Linked DNA regions of Mus musculus: all the other regions are linked to region 2. A link is a contact called in public Micro-C and promoter capture Hi-C data. All regions are on one chromosome and are shown on one strand. The core of a region is the stretch at or near the end of the contact, and the rest is flanking DNA. Distances in the headings are between cores, read along the strand shown. Region 1 holds the start of Pdzd8 (PDZ domain containing 8). Region 2 holds the start of Mxi1 (MAX interactor 1, dimerization protein). Region 3 holds the start of Nkx2-3 (NK2 homeobox 3).

Region 1 (4,751 bases), core at 913-3,412, 6.0 Mb before region 2:
AGACTCTGTTACTGTAGCATCTCCAGTATGCCTCTGCTAGAGCAGTGTCTTTCTTATCTCTAGTTACCTGTGTGACTGTCTGCCTGGGCCTGGCATACCCGAGGGCAGGGACTCTGTTCTGCTCATTTGTTATAGGTGTATGTTGGATTTTATCTTCACAGTTCACAAAATGATTCAATGTATCATTTCTTACCACACATTCTAAACTTGTTTCTGCTTTGCCCTGAGTTTTGCTACTGTATTATTTTTCTAAGTTTGTGACAAAGACCAGATATAAGCAAACTAAAAGGAGGATTGATTTTTAGCTTATGGTTTCAGAGGTGTCAATCCATCAAGTCAGGGAGGGCGTGGCAAAGCAGAGGTAAGCTCAATCCCTCCCAACCAACAGAAATCCAGAAGAGTGTAGGAAGAGGCTGGGACCTATCCCCAAGGACACTGCCCTACTGACCCGCTTCTTCCAGCCAGGTCCTCCCTCCCTGCTTTCACAACCTTCCAATAATGCCATCATCATATTATGAACCCATAAAACATCCATTCCTTAAGCCAGTCCTCAGGCCCTAAATCATTTGGGCAAATGCCCTCAAAGACACTCCCAGACACACATTTAGGCCTCCCTAGGTGTTTCTCAGTCAATCTGGTTGATAAGATTTCATTACATTATCAATTTGCTTCCAAAGTTCTATACTTGGCTCAGCTGGGTCAGAACTCTGGTTTAAGGCTCCAATCACCCAGTCAAGACTAGAAAGGATCCCTGTACTGATGTCTCAAGAGCCAGCCTGAATCCACGAGGGTTTTAGTAGCGGAATACCTGACCTCCCTAGGACTAGACAAGTTGTGTCGGTGAGGACAGATAAAAACTGTGATGTAACAACTGAGTAGTCAGAAAGCACCAGAGGAAACACCGTTGCCAGGGAACACAAAGGCTTCTGGCTCTATTGGTACCCTCTGCAAAATCTTCCACTTTTCCCAGTCTCTGCATCTCCAACTCTCCTTTATGGAGCAACTGGGACCTGATCCCTGATCGGCTTTTTAAATTTTTATTATTTTTTATTTTCAAAACCAAAAAGCTAAGCTGAGCGGTGGCGGCATACGCCTTTAATCTCAGCACTTGGGAGGCAGAGGCAGGTGGATTTCTGAGTTCGAGGCCAGCATGGTCTACACAGTGAATTCCAGGACAGCCAGGGCTACACAGAGAAACCCTGTCTCGAAAAACAAACAAACAAACAACCCCCCCCCCCAAAAAAAACCTCCAGCATCCTCCGTGTTATTATGCCAAGTAGAAACCAAGGACTTAGGATCCCACGATGTGACCCCTAAGCAATTTCTTTACTATGCCACGGGTACCACGGGTTATTCTGTGAAATTGGTAGGCACTAAAAGTAATGGCCTGAGGGATGGACTCCGGATAATGCCCTCAGAGAGGAAAGAAGGGAGGAGGGGGGCGTGAACAATCTGAATGGAGTCGCTAAGACACCTTCCAATATGCTGGCAAATTCACTCAGCTCACCCACTCCTCCCAGACCTCAAATAAACTTCTTTCTCACTTAAATTGAAATCCCCAAGGTAGGAAAGTTAGTCCCCTTCTCGCGGTTCCGCTTGGTCCCTTCTCGGGGCCCATTCTCTGCGGATGCAGGTCTGCCGGTCTGTGCGGGCTAGCGATGGCAATCCCTGATGCAGTCTGTCCTCTGGCCGGCTCGGGCAGTGTCCCAACCGCCTGTGCTCAGGCTCTCTGCGGCGCTGCCCTGCAGGGGAGGCAGCAACACACTGAGGGATGCTGGGCGGTCGCCACAGAGGTATCCGGCAGGACCCACGGCCGCCGCGGGGGATGGGCGCGGAATAACGGACGGCCGCGCCGGGCCCCGTCAGCCCGACTTATCCAGGTCTCCTTCCGTTATCTCGCGCCCTCCGGAGACGACGGACGCACGGATCGCCGCGCCGCCGGCGGCAGGAATGCAGGGGCGTGGGGGGAGCGGCGCTGGAAGCGCGCCGAGAGGTGGGAAAGGACCCGCGTCCAAGCGCGCCGGGGCGCCCGGCGCCGGGGGCGCGCACGCTCTGACGTCACGCGCCGCTCGCCCAATGAGCGCAGGCTCTGTGGGGAGGCGCCGTTCCCGCCCTCGCCCGCCGCCGGTCCGCCGCTCGGGCCGCCCCCGGGGGAGCGTCTGAGGAGGCGCGGGGCCGCGGCGGGCTAAGGCGCCGCCAGGCAGCGTCGGACTGCGGACGCTCGGTTCGGGCCCAGGGAGCCGCTCATCCGCGACCGATGTCCTCAAGATGGAGGCGGCGGGGGCGACGGCGTGAGGAGGAGGGCGGCGCGGAGAGCGCGGGAGCAGGCCGAGGGTTGCGGCGGGGGCGGCGGGATGGGGCTGCTGCTCCTGATCCTGGCGTCGGCCGTGCTGGGCTCGTTCCTCACGCTGCTCGCACAGTTCCTGCTACTCTACCGCAGACAGCCCGAGCCGCGGGCGGACGAAGCGGCCCGCGCGGGCGACGGCTTCCGCTACCTTAAGCCGGTGCCGGGCCTGCCCCTCAGGGAGTACCTTTATGGCGGCGGCGCCGAGGAGCTCGCTGCTTGCTCCTCCGAGGCCGGCGCCAGCTCGACCCCGACCCCCGACAGCCCGGCCCCGCCGACGCTGGAGACCTGCTACTTCCTCAACGCCACCATCCTGTTCCTGTTCCGGGAGCTGCGGGACACCGCGCTCGCCCGCCGCTGGGTCACCAAGAAGATCAAGGTGGAGTTCGAGGAGCTGCTGCAGACCAAGACGGCCGGCCGCCTGCTGGAGGGGCTGAGTCTGCGCGACGTGTTCCTGGGCGACACGGTGCCCTTCATCAAGACCATCCGGCTGGTGCGGCCCGTGGTGGCCTCGGGCACCGGCGAGCCCGACGACCCCGACGGGGACGCGCTGCCCGCCACCTGCCCGGAGGAGCTGGCCTTTGAAGCGGAGGTGGAGTACAACGGCGGTTTCCACCTGGCCATCGACGTGGACCTGGTGTTTGGCAAGTCCGCCTACCTGTTCGTGAAGCTGTCTCGCGTGGTGGGGAGGCTGCGCTTCGTCCTCACCCGCGTGCCCTTCACCCACTGGTTCTTCTCCTTCGTGGAGGACCCGCTGATTGACTTCGAGGTGCGCTCCCAGTTCGAGGGGCGGCCCATGCCCCAGCTCACCTCCATCATCGTCAACCAGCTCAAGAAGATCATCAAGCGCAAGCACACCCTGCCCAGTTACAAGATCAGGTGAGAGGAGGGTCAGGGGAGCCGAGGCTACCCGGGGGAGGTTAGCCAGGGAAGGGCCAAGGCAGATTCCCAGCACGACCCTGGCCTGCAGTTTGCTTCCACCTGGACTGAGGCCCCCAAGCAAAGAAAGGCGGGTAGTGGGCACTTCCCGTGCTGCCAAGGCAGCACAGGGAGCTGGAGGCCTGAGCGCCTTGTCCCTGGCCAGTCAGTGAGTGCCTCTCCTGGGTCTGTTGAGACACACTTGTGTGTGGTTGTTGCAACCGGAAGGCAGCGGCTGTGTCTGCCTTTGCAGCATCTCCTGCACCACGTGGAAAAGTTGTTCCTGGGCACATTGCAGACCTGAAGGGCGTGCTCACATCCCGGGTGTTTCTGTGTGGCACGGGCCTTGGCAGCTCTCCGGGCAGAGGCACGGGTTGTTGTAGAGGGATGTGATTTGGAGGAGTTGAGTCCGGTGCCAGGTGGTCTTCTCTGTGAATTTGGGGTAACTGTCATCTGCCCTTGGGAAGTAGGCTCCTCACCACAAACAGACCCAGACTTCTCAGGTGTCTACTCCCGGTGGCTGTTCCTTAACCCAATACTCCAAGTCACCTTGTGGGTAATATTTTAAAGACAGTGATTTGAAGTTTTTTAAAGTTCCTCTGTATCTGGCTTTATGTGATGCACTTCTGATTAGTTAATGCATGAGTTTTCTTTTGATGAATTGGAAGTGGAAGGGGAAATGAGTATTTGGAGGATTAGAGGTTTCATAGGTGGGACTTGGAAGGCTTGGTGCAGTAGAAAGGCTCCTGTTTCTTTTAAAACGACCAAATCTTCAACTTCTCTTTCTATCCTCCTTTAACTTTGTGTTCAGTACATAGAACATTTTAGGTTTTGTTGTTTAATCTGAAATATGAGTCTAGTATTGCCTTACATTACTACTGCTCTTTAGTGGAGATTGAAGACCCCAAAGTCTGTGGCACAATATAATGCAGGAGTAGTGTAGATTTGGGATGGATTTTTGCTTTGTGGAGCTTGTACTTCACTAGTTATGTTTTATTGAGAATAAACAACAGTTTAAACTTTGGGTGGTGAGAGAACTGTTGTGTGGAGCACATATTTCCATGGATTTGTAGGGGATGGTGAACTGGTCATATGCTATGCAGGATTTCTGGTTCTGTAAAGGAGATGTAGTTTATGAAACCTGTTTTTACATGGCTGCATTATGAGTTGTAGGTTTTAAGCAGTGATGTATTTATAGCAGTGTGTTGCTTAGAAAGTCATAAACAAAAGTTGTTACAAAGTTTGATAATCACAACTCTTGATCAGTCAGAAACCACTGCAGAGTACATCACTCAATATGTAGTTTTATCCTCCTTACTTTTCTCAGTGCTCAGGATTCAATACTGATCAGAAATAAATATTGCCTTCACCTTCATAAAGTTTAGAGTTCAGTAAGAATTGATTATTATCTACTTAATAACATTTAGACCCAGGTGGAGTTGATGGAAGGTTGAAATTACTAGAAAGCTGCTATTGGGTTGGTAAACGG
Region 2 (4,183 bases), core at 542-3,041:
CCATTGATCTCCTACTTGTTCTGACAGATTACACATCTCGTTTTTCTCTTCTCCGTGAGTCTTTCTCTCCCTTGGCCCGATCTTCCTTCTCACAGCTATTATTCTGATGGTGCTGGAGACGCAGCACACGCTTGCCCCCGTTAGGGTGCTGCTGAGTCGAATGCCTGGCGAGAGCTGGGGGTTCCAATGGGCAGGGACAAAAATGAAACAAATACAGAGAGGAAGCCCAGGCCCGGGTGGGGTTCCTAGCATCGGTCTCCACCTGGGGGGGAGTGCGGGGGGGGTGGGGGTGGACGGAACCCTGTAAGGCGTTTGCCTTGCTCGTCCTGTGCGTCTCTGAAAATAAAGAAAATGGACACAACCGCCCACACCTTTTCCCCCAACTATTGTTTCTGCGGAATCCTAAAGTTTGCTTTTAGCCACGTCCCCCTCGCCAAGTCCCCCCCTCCCTACCCCAGCGCGCGCAGGACCGCAGGTCCAGGGAGGGCTGCCGGCGCTGCCTGGTTCCTCTGGCCTGTTTCTTTGAGGGGACCAGAGGCCGTGGCATCCCAGAGGCAAGGAGGCACAGGGGAACTGTGTCTGTGGACACGATGGCCTGAGCCTAGTCCTGCTGTGGAAGGAAGGAGAAACGAAGTAGGCAGGAAGAAGAGCCGGAGTCCACGGCGCGGAGAGCTGTTCGGTGGTGGCGGTTGTTATTGTTGTAATGTGTGTCTGTGTTTTCTTTCTGGAAGCCCTGAGCTCTGCAAACGGTTTCCAACTTTCAGCTTCTCATCCCCACCCAACCCTGGAACGAGCGACAAAAACAGAAACAAAACAAAACAAAAAAATAAAAACAAAACAAAACAAAAAAAAAAAAACCAAAACCATAAGCCAAACCAAAACACTTGTCTGCCGGAGTAGGCTCCGGAAAGAAAAAGGAGGAAAAAAAAAAAAAAAAGGGAAGAAAGGCGACCTCGGAGAGACGAGCTCGCAGCCTCTCAGCCCAGTTGTCAGCAAACAACAACACTCCCCCACTCCTCGGCCAGGCCGTCCTCCGGGCCTGCTGGAGACCGACAGACCAAGGCACCGACAGGCTCCCTCTCCCCTTCGCTGTCTTTGTTACATCTTTAGCAGCTTTGTGCGTGCGTGCGTGTCCTTTCTCCGGTGTCATCGGCTTTACTGCCGAGGGTACGTGTGTGTGTGTGTGTGTGTGTGTGTGTGTGTGTGTGTGTGTGTGTTTGTTGCGGGGGGGCGGCGGCGAACCGAGTAAGCGACAGGGGTCGCACAAGGGGGTGAGAAAGAAAGAGCTGGACGCAGGCGAGCAGTCGGGGCCCCCAAACTTACTTTTGTTTTCTTTCTCGATCTGCTCCAGGTAGCTGGCTGCCTCGAGCAGAATCTGCACGTTCTGCAGAAAAGTGTTGATGTGCTTCTCCATCGAGTTCTCGCTGGTGTTGAAAATGTCCGAGAAGGGGCACCGGGGCTTGGCCCCCGCCGGCTCCTCCGGCTGCGCCGGGGGCTGGGGCGCGGCCGCGGCCGGGGGCATGGCCGGGGGCGCGACGGGGACCAGCCCCGCGCCCTCGCAGCGCGCCTCCTTGCGCGGCCGCCCGCGTTTGCCCATGGAGGCACGGGGGTCCGCGGAGCTGCTCCTTGTCCGGGGCTGCGCGGCCGGCCGAGCTGCAGGGCCTCTGGGAGACCCGGCCTGCTGGAGTCACCGAGGCACCGGGGCAAGGAGCCGGCCTGACTGACTTCCCGAGCCTCGCTGCGTGCGGTTGTGAGTGTGAGTGTGTGTCGCTCTCGCTGTGTGGGTCTGTGTGTATGGGAGATTGAATGAACCTACAGGACGGACGGAGGCGCTGTGGCGCCTGGGTCCTAGTGCGAGCCCGATGCCATCTGACCGGTCAAAATAAATGGTGGCGGCTAGGGAGGCAGGGCCCGCCCCCTGCCTATCCAGCACCCTTCCCCGCCTCTCCGCAAATCCTAGCTGCGTAGACAGCACTGTGCTTTAATAAGAATGGGAAAAAAAAAAAAAAAAACCCTCGGATGTCTCTAGGTGGACCTGGATAAAAACAATTTTTCTTTACAGAAAAATAAATTCAGCACAATGCCTGGCACATAGGAGGTCCCCAATAAATGATAGCTGCTAGGCATTTTTTAAAAAAATAAAAAAGACCTTATTTCAAAATCAAACAATAAAAGCCCAATTCTGACGGGAAGAATAGAAACATCACATGTAACTAGAAACTCCTCCCAACACAAACATTTTACACATGACCCCTCACACGCTCGAACACACACACACACACACACACACACACACCTGTGTGTACCTTCACACAAGCAGAGGAAGTCTCCAGGCTACCCTGTCCGGGTTCAGATTTACCGACTCCTTTGCAACCCTTCAAATGCAAAGTTATTTTCCAGGAAGCGGGAGGAGATGTGAGCATCTCTCCACACTCACTCAGTCCAGCTGTGCAAAGCTCACAGCAGGGCGTCACTACAACTGCCTGCCCTTTCACTTGACAGAGTGCCCCCTAGATAGAAGTGGCAACCTAGGAACCTCTTCTTCCCTCCTTCCCTCACTCCCCACTCCCACACCTGGAGTCTTTATCCCCTACTCCCTCCAACAGTTTCACTGCTGCCACTGGGAGCCACCAGGCCTGCCTGACCAGAGTGTGGGAGACACCTGGATAGCCTGGTAAAGAAGGCTTGGAGTTCTCGGCCTACTCAAGCAGACTGAACAAATCAAATCCTCTAACCCTTCCTGGTCAAAATTTGCACATCCCTGAAACCTCTGAGAAGATGCTTTCGTGAACTAAGTCAAAACTACACCTAGAACATCTTGGGCACATACTAAGAATTTTTGTTTTGTTTTGTTCCTGAAGATCAAAGCTTTGTGCCTGCTGGGCAAGTGTTCTCACACTGGGCTACAATGGCAGCCCCTCTGTGAGAACTTTCTCAGTTGGAACCTAGGTCCCCTTTGCTGCTGTAACTTGAATCTAAGTCAGAATGAATGAGGTAAACAAGACTTTTCTGCACTTCACTGGAAAACAGTTCTAAAAGGAATCTACCCAGACTGACCTCGTAAGGGGACCTGGACTTGTGCTGCCCCCTGTCCTCACCAGCCCAGAGACACTTCCCTATACTTTTGTCACAAAGACTGAAAATGGAAACTTTGTTAACAAAGAATATTTTCTTTGCAAAATGCTCTTTAACATTTACAGCTCATGTGTATACCCCCCACTCCCCCCCCCACACACACATAGACCTGCAAGAAGGCCTTTGTGTGCTTTCAAAAATATTATAAAACTAGGCTGTGAATATAACAGAGTGGTAGGGCAGCTTACCTGCCCAGCGTGCACAAAGCCCTGAGTTCATCCCAGGAACACATGCACACGTTTAAACATAAATAGGGGAAGAGGTAGCTCAGAGGCTAAGGGCACTGGTTGTTCTTCCAGAGGACCCAGCTTCAATTCCCAGCTCACAACCGTCTGTAACTGAAGTTCCAGGGGACCAGACACCCCTTTCTAACCTCTGCAGACACTAGGCACATGTGGTGTAAAGACAGACATGCATGCAGGCAAAACACCCAAATAGATTTTTAAAAGTTCATAAATAAATTAAAAATATAGGCCATGGGCTAGAGAGATAGCCCAGCAGCTCAGAGCACTTGCTGTTCTTGCAAAAGGCCCACGTTCAGCTTAGCATCCTCATCAGACAACTCATGTAACTTCAGTTTCAAGGGATCCAACACTGCCTCCATAGGCACTGGCACACATATGGTGGACACATATACATTCAACTACACATTCAACATATACATAAAATGAAATAAATCTTTTAAAAAGATATATGCTCAGGTGACATGGTTCAGCAGGTAGAGTCACTTGCAGCCAAGCCTGATGACCTAACTTCCGCCCTTGGAGTCCACACAATGGAAGGGGAGAGATTTCTCACACAAGTGTGCCATAGCACAAGTAATGCATATGTTGCCAGGTGGTGGTGGCACACAACTTTAGTCCCAGCACTTGGTAGGCAAAGGCAACAGATCTCTGAGTTTAAGGCCAGCCTGGTCTACAGAGCGAATTCCAGGACAATTAGGGCTACACAAGAGAAACCCTGTCTTTAAACGCTCAAAACAAACAAACCAACAACAAACACACACACACACACATACACACACACATACACACAAAACAAGCATGGC
Region 3 (4,614 bases), core at 774-3,273, 9.7 Mb after region 2:
AGTCTCCCGCCGCTTCCAGAGACTTCTTCAACTGACAGCTTTCTAAGGGAGAAGCAAGACATTAGCCTTTCTAGTTCTCAGGATACCACCCCTGCGCCCCAGAGGCACAAAACACTCCCGTAGTAAATGCTAGTTTTGGGGAAAGTTCATAGTTTCTGGAGCCCAATTCCGCCCCCCCCATCCCCCCCGCGTCAGGCGGAGCACCTCCACCGGGAGAAGGCGTATTCGGTGAGAGTAATTAGCTCGCATTTATTAAATTTGAGCATCAGCGAGAAAATAGATTAAATGTGCCGGTCCAGGGGCTAATAACAATTTTCAGGCGACCGCGGAACAGGACCCCGTATCTGCAAACTCGTTTGCCTTCCACTCCCCTGAAGGTGTGGAACGAGTTGGTATTGGGGACTGGAGGCCTGGATGCATGGGTTGATTGCAAAAATTGTTTCTCTTTGGAAATATCTAAGTGAAAGGCGTATGTGCAGCTCAAGAATTGATTTTTTTTTTAATTTTCAAAACTACTGAGAACGCGTCTGTGACAGTATCTGTATGTTACCTTACAGAGGAAAAACAGTTGGATGGACCGATTTAGACAGTTTCATGTCTGTGTTAGGCCTGGAGAATTGTTAGAGAAAAGATTTTGGTCTCAGCCAGATCAAATCTCCACTCGGAGAAGAGATTATTTGATCCTGTTTCCCTTTCAGACATTTCCTTATGGGCTTATTCAATTATCTGATTCTCCTGCCTGCCCCACCTCTGATCTGCTGAATGGCCAGAATCCCACTCAGAACTAATTCAGGAACTTTAACCATTCCACTCCGCCTGCAGTATAAGAAACAAAGCGAGCATTACGATATTTTTTTTCAGAGGCCTTCACCTCCTGGGTGTGACTTGCTGCCGTCATCTGATATGGATCGAGCTCCCACACATTGGCCACCACCTCTCCTCCTTGCAGTTCGAACGTAAGAACTGCAAGCTCCGAAGTAAGCTGGTGTCTCTCAAAGTCTTGCCCGAAAGGATGGCCCAAACACAACATTCTTGCACTGCCTTTTCGGGACAGCCGGGGTGACTGCCCTGGCCTCGCTGAATTCACCTCACGTTAGAAGAAAGACAGAAAAATGGCAGAAAACTGACCCCCCCCTTTTTTTTTGAGAAGATGGGTGTGCGAGAGAACACACACACAACGGACAAGTTACGACCCAGGCTCTGGGCCCCCGTCACTCATTACTCAAGGAACCAGGATTGCAATAATCACTTTTCCTTCCCTCGGGGACTGCTCCGGGTCCCTGCTCCGGGCAAGAGCTGTTCTCTCTTTCTCTTTTATCCCCGCCCCAGCACCATCTCAGGTACCTGTGCTTTGCAGAGCTGTCCTTGAACCTGGCATAGGCATGACCCTAGCCGAATGTGAAAGGGGCGGGTGGCCATGCAGGCACGGTTTGTGGGTTTATAGGCGCTGAGCCATTGCCCCAGGTGTGCGGACGCGTTTCCTTCCCCCTCTACTCACTTTGGCTCCGTTCGCTCACAACCTCCTCTTCTTGTTCCTTGGGCCCGCTGCAAGCGTCTCGGAGAACTGTATGGACATAGCTCTGAGGACAGAGACCCGAATCTCCATGGCCCTCGGCAGCAGCTAGTGAGTTCAAATAGGACAGTTTCTCTCCCTCTTCTTCCTCGTCCTCCTCCCCTGCATCGGAAAACTGCGTCCCTTCAGCCGTGGCCAGCATGCAGGGTGCCGAGTGGAAGTGCTGCTCCAATTCCGCCTGCAAGTGAGCTCCGTGGAAGTGCCGCTGCTGCTCCAGATTCAAAATGTCTTTGACTGAGAAAGGGGTGGAGGTGACCGGGCTTGGTAACATCATCAGGGCCACTTAATTGTCCAGTCCAAATACTCAATAAATCCCGGCGGGGGCGGGGAGGGAGTGCGGTGGCTCCAGCTCTTCTTCTGGACTCCGCGGTGGTGCGGAGTCGAGCTTTTGACAGACGCGGTCCAGTCTAAATCCCCTCCATTGGCCGGGACCTGGGGGTCTGGGTTTTGTTACAGCCACTGCAAGGACTGGGGCCGGGGCTGTGAAGCCTCTGTCCGGGGGCCCTGCGTCACGTCAAGGGGCGGGGTCGGCATCCTGGCCTCCTTCCCAATTGGTTCTTGTGTATGTGGGCCACGCCCTCTGCGTCCACCCAGTGGGATGTTGCTGCGCTACCAGAAATAGACAGGGACTAGAATAGGGTCCTGAGATCCAAGTCGCGGTGGGAAAAGCTGCAAAAAACCGGGTGTCCGAATCACCGATTCCCGCTCCACCTGGCTGCACCTTCCCGACCAGGGGCAGTTCTGAGAGGCCAGACTGCGGATTTCTAAGGAGAGGAGTGTTGTATCTGTGGAAATATGAGCGACGTGTCAAATTCCACCTCACCTTTGCTCTAGCTGTCCTCGCCACCTGGAGTGCCTTTCCCACCCTCATTTCCACAGTGGAAAGCTGTTCTCCGAGGAAAAGCTTAAATACCTCCAAGGAAACTCCGCCAGATCACCTCACCTAGAGGTCCTCTTCCTCGGAACTTGCTCAGTAATGTCACTTGTCACTCTCCCATCTAGTGCCAAAGCTGTACTTAGTGTCCGCTCGATTGTCACTTTAGATTGTGAGTCCCTGAGGGCAGGGTCCAGACCGTACTTGCCCTTGCAGCCCTCGAAGTGGCTTCAGAGAGCAGGTCTGTAGAAGACAAGACGACCGAGTTCTGTTAGTGTGCAGAGGCTCTATGCTTCGAAGCCTGGCCTGAGTCAGTATTTGGTTTTGGACGTTCTCAGTTTCCTGGTCAATATAAAGGAGCCGAATTGCCTCTTCTAGGGTTATTGTTGGAGTTTTTTTGTTTTTGTTTTTTAAAGGATAACCAGGCCGGAAGCATAGCACAGTTGTCTACTTAAAGCAAAGAGCTCAATACTTGTAACTACCCTTGTTCTTTGTGGGAGGTCAGAGCAGTGTTTGTTGCCTGCATTGATTCTGACCGGGCTGGTGTTCCACTGCACACACTGGGTGGCTCTGGTCTCAGAAGGGAGGGGACCCCCGCTGTGGCTGCAGCTCAGGCAGCCTTCTGAAGGGAATCGGGAGCCCGAGCCTAGGCCTCAACTTTCTGAAACGCCTTATTTCTCTCTTTCTGAAACCGTGGTTGTGTTCTGCAGGGAGACTAAATGCAGCCTCAGATTCAGAAAACTGCCTGATGGAGACCACCTTCTGGTATCCACCCGCCTACATACCTAGCCCCTGAGTGGTAAGGGGCACTATTGTGAGATTAAGAGCAAAAGGTGTGGGCAGCAGGCCTTGGAAAACCAAACTAGTTCCGCTTTCAACGTAGGGTTCCTCAGTAGGCCGCCCTTGCTTTTATTTATTCTCTCTCTCTCTCTCTCTCTCTCTCTCTCTCTCTCTCTCTCTCCCTCCCTCCCCCCCCCCCCGCCCCCGTAGAACCTCACAGTTTGGGAGAGACCGGCCTCAACTAGAAGGGTTCGCCGGATGGCGGCGCGGTGACCGAGGACGACGCCCTAGGAAACTTGTAGACAGGGCATGAATGCGGATTACGTGGAGAGCGGCCTTGCGGAACCCCGAGGCGGCAGCGAGAGGAGTTGATGCCCTTGGTCCTGGAAAGAAAGAACTGCGGGTTGGGAGGAGAGAGAGGCGGGGCTCTTGGGGGGGGAGCGGAAATACAGCGGGGAGGCAGCTCGTGGGGCCACCCGGGAGGCTGGTACGAGGCTCCCTCCACGTGCTCTGGGGGAGATGGGGAAAGATCATCTGTGGTTAGGCCCCGGCTCCTTGAAACCATTCCTTGGTCGCAGGAGCCTTTTTGCTCTAAGACTTGAAACTAGACGCTGCGGGCAGAGGCCGTGGTCTCTACAAAGGGCCCGCCAGCCCACCAAGGGAAGGAAGAGTGTGCCTGGTTTTGCTGTGGATCCGAAGCTCAAACATCCAGAGGTGGGGTGAGTGCGCCGCGCTGCAGGGTGGGGGACTTTGAGTGGACGCGTGCTGCGCGTCCCAGCTGCCAGACAGAGGACCAGAAGGAAACCATGCTCCAGTCTCAGTTCCCCACCCTGCAGCCAACTGCAAGGCAAAACCCATCGCAGAGAAATGCTTGTGTTCCTTTCTGCTCTCCACTTTTCTTAGCTTTCAAGTGATTTCAAGATCTGGACCAAAGAAAAGATAAAAAGCCGTTGCTTCTGTCGGGAGCGCATATTTTTCTTGCTTGGTTTCTTGCTTGCTAAGGGCGGTCGGCCTCACTTAAACCTTGCCCCAGAACCCTGGCTGGGTGAACCCCCCTACCCTCACCTCTGTCCAATGCCTGAAGCTCAGTGATAACACCCACACACCTGCTGCGGCCGAAGGCTCACTATGGCCTCTTCTCTCTGCTAGCGCAGATGGCTGTCTGCTCCCTACCTGCAGGGGCGCGTGGCGTCTCCTCCCAATCCCTTGGCCGCCTCTATCTGGTCAAGTATCCTCAAAACACACGTGGACAGCTCTCTCTCTCTCTCTTGCAGATCCAGGCCAACTTGCTTCAGAGCAGGCTGGACAGGACCGGGCCTGTAAGAATTCTCTGGTGAACGCGCCAGTTTGTGGTATCAATGGCCTAATCCCATCTTTCCCATCCCCA

Evidence for each region. Promoter capture Hi-C pulls out the DNA fragments that hold promoters and counts their contacts. A called contact is a pair of places that touch in the nucleus more often than the background predicts.
Region 1: a contact with region 2 is called in a promoter capture Hi-C map of pre-B cells, with 4 times the contacts expected there. The contact joins the promoter of Pdzd8 here to the promoter of Mxi1 in region 2.
Region 3: a contact with region 2 is called in a Micro-C map of embryonic stem cells, with 15 times the contacts expected there. The contact joins the promoter of Nkx2-3 here to the promoter of Mxi1 in region 2. A contact is called at or near these places in 1 of 39 promoter capture datasets (embryonic stem cells) and 1 of 484 Hi-C or Micro-C datasets (embryonic stem cells).

The regions. Positions count from the first base shown.
Region 1 is chr19:59,343,191-59,347,941 of GRCm38.p6, reverse strand. Pdzd8 (PDZ domain containing 8) reads left to right here and starts at 2,162. Exons shown (of 5, transcript NM_001033222.3): 1 at 2,162-3,223. The coding sequence starts at 2,355.
Region 2 is chr19:53,308,114-53,312,296 of GRCm38.p6, reverse strand. It overlaps Mxi1 (MAX interactor 1, dimerization protein), which reads right to left and starts at 1,791. Exons shown (of 6, transcript NM_001008542.3): 1 at 1,324-1,791. The coding sequence starts at 1,597. All of the region lies in intron 2 of Gm30541 (a long non-coding RNA gene), which reads left to right.
Region 3 is chr19:43,609,734-43,614,347 of GRCm38.p6, reverse strand. Nkx2-3 (NK2 homeobox 3) reads right to left here and starts at 2,023. Exons shown (of 2, transcript NM_008699.2): 1 at 1,499-2,023; 2 at 1-42. The coding sequence starts at 1,847. Gm20467 (a long non-coding RNA gene) reads left to right here and starts at 2,292. Exons shown (of 4, transcript XR_001782682.2): 1 at 2,292-2,546; 2 at 3,158-3,246; 3 at 3,438-3,946; 4 at 4,502-4,614.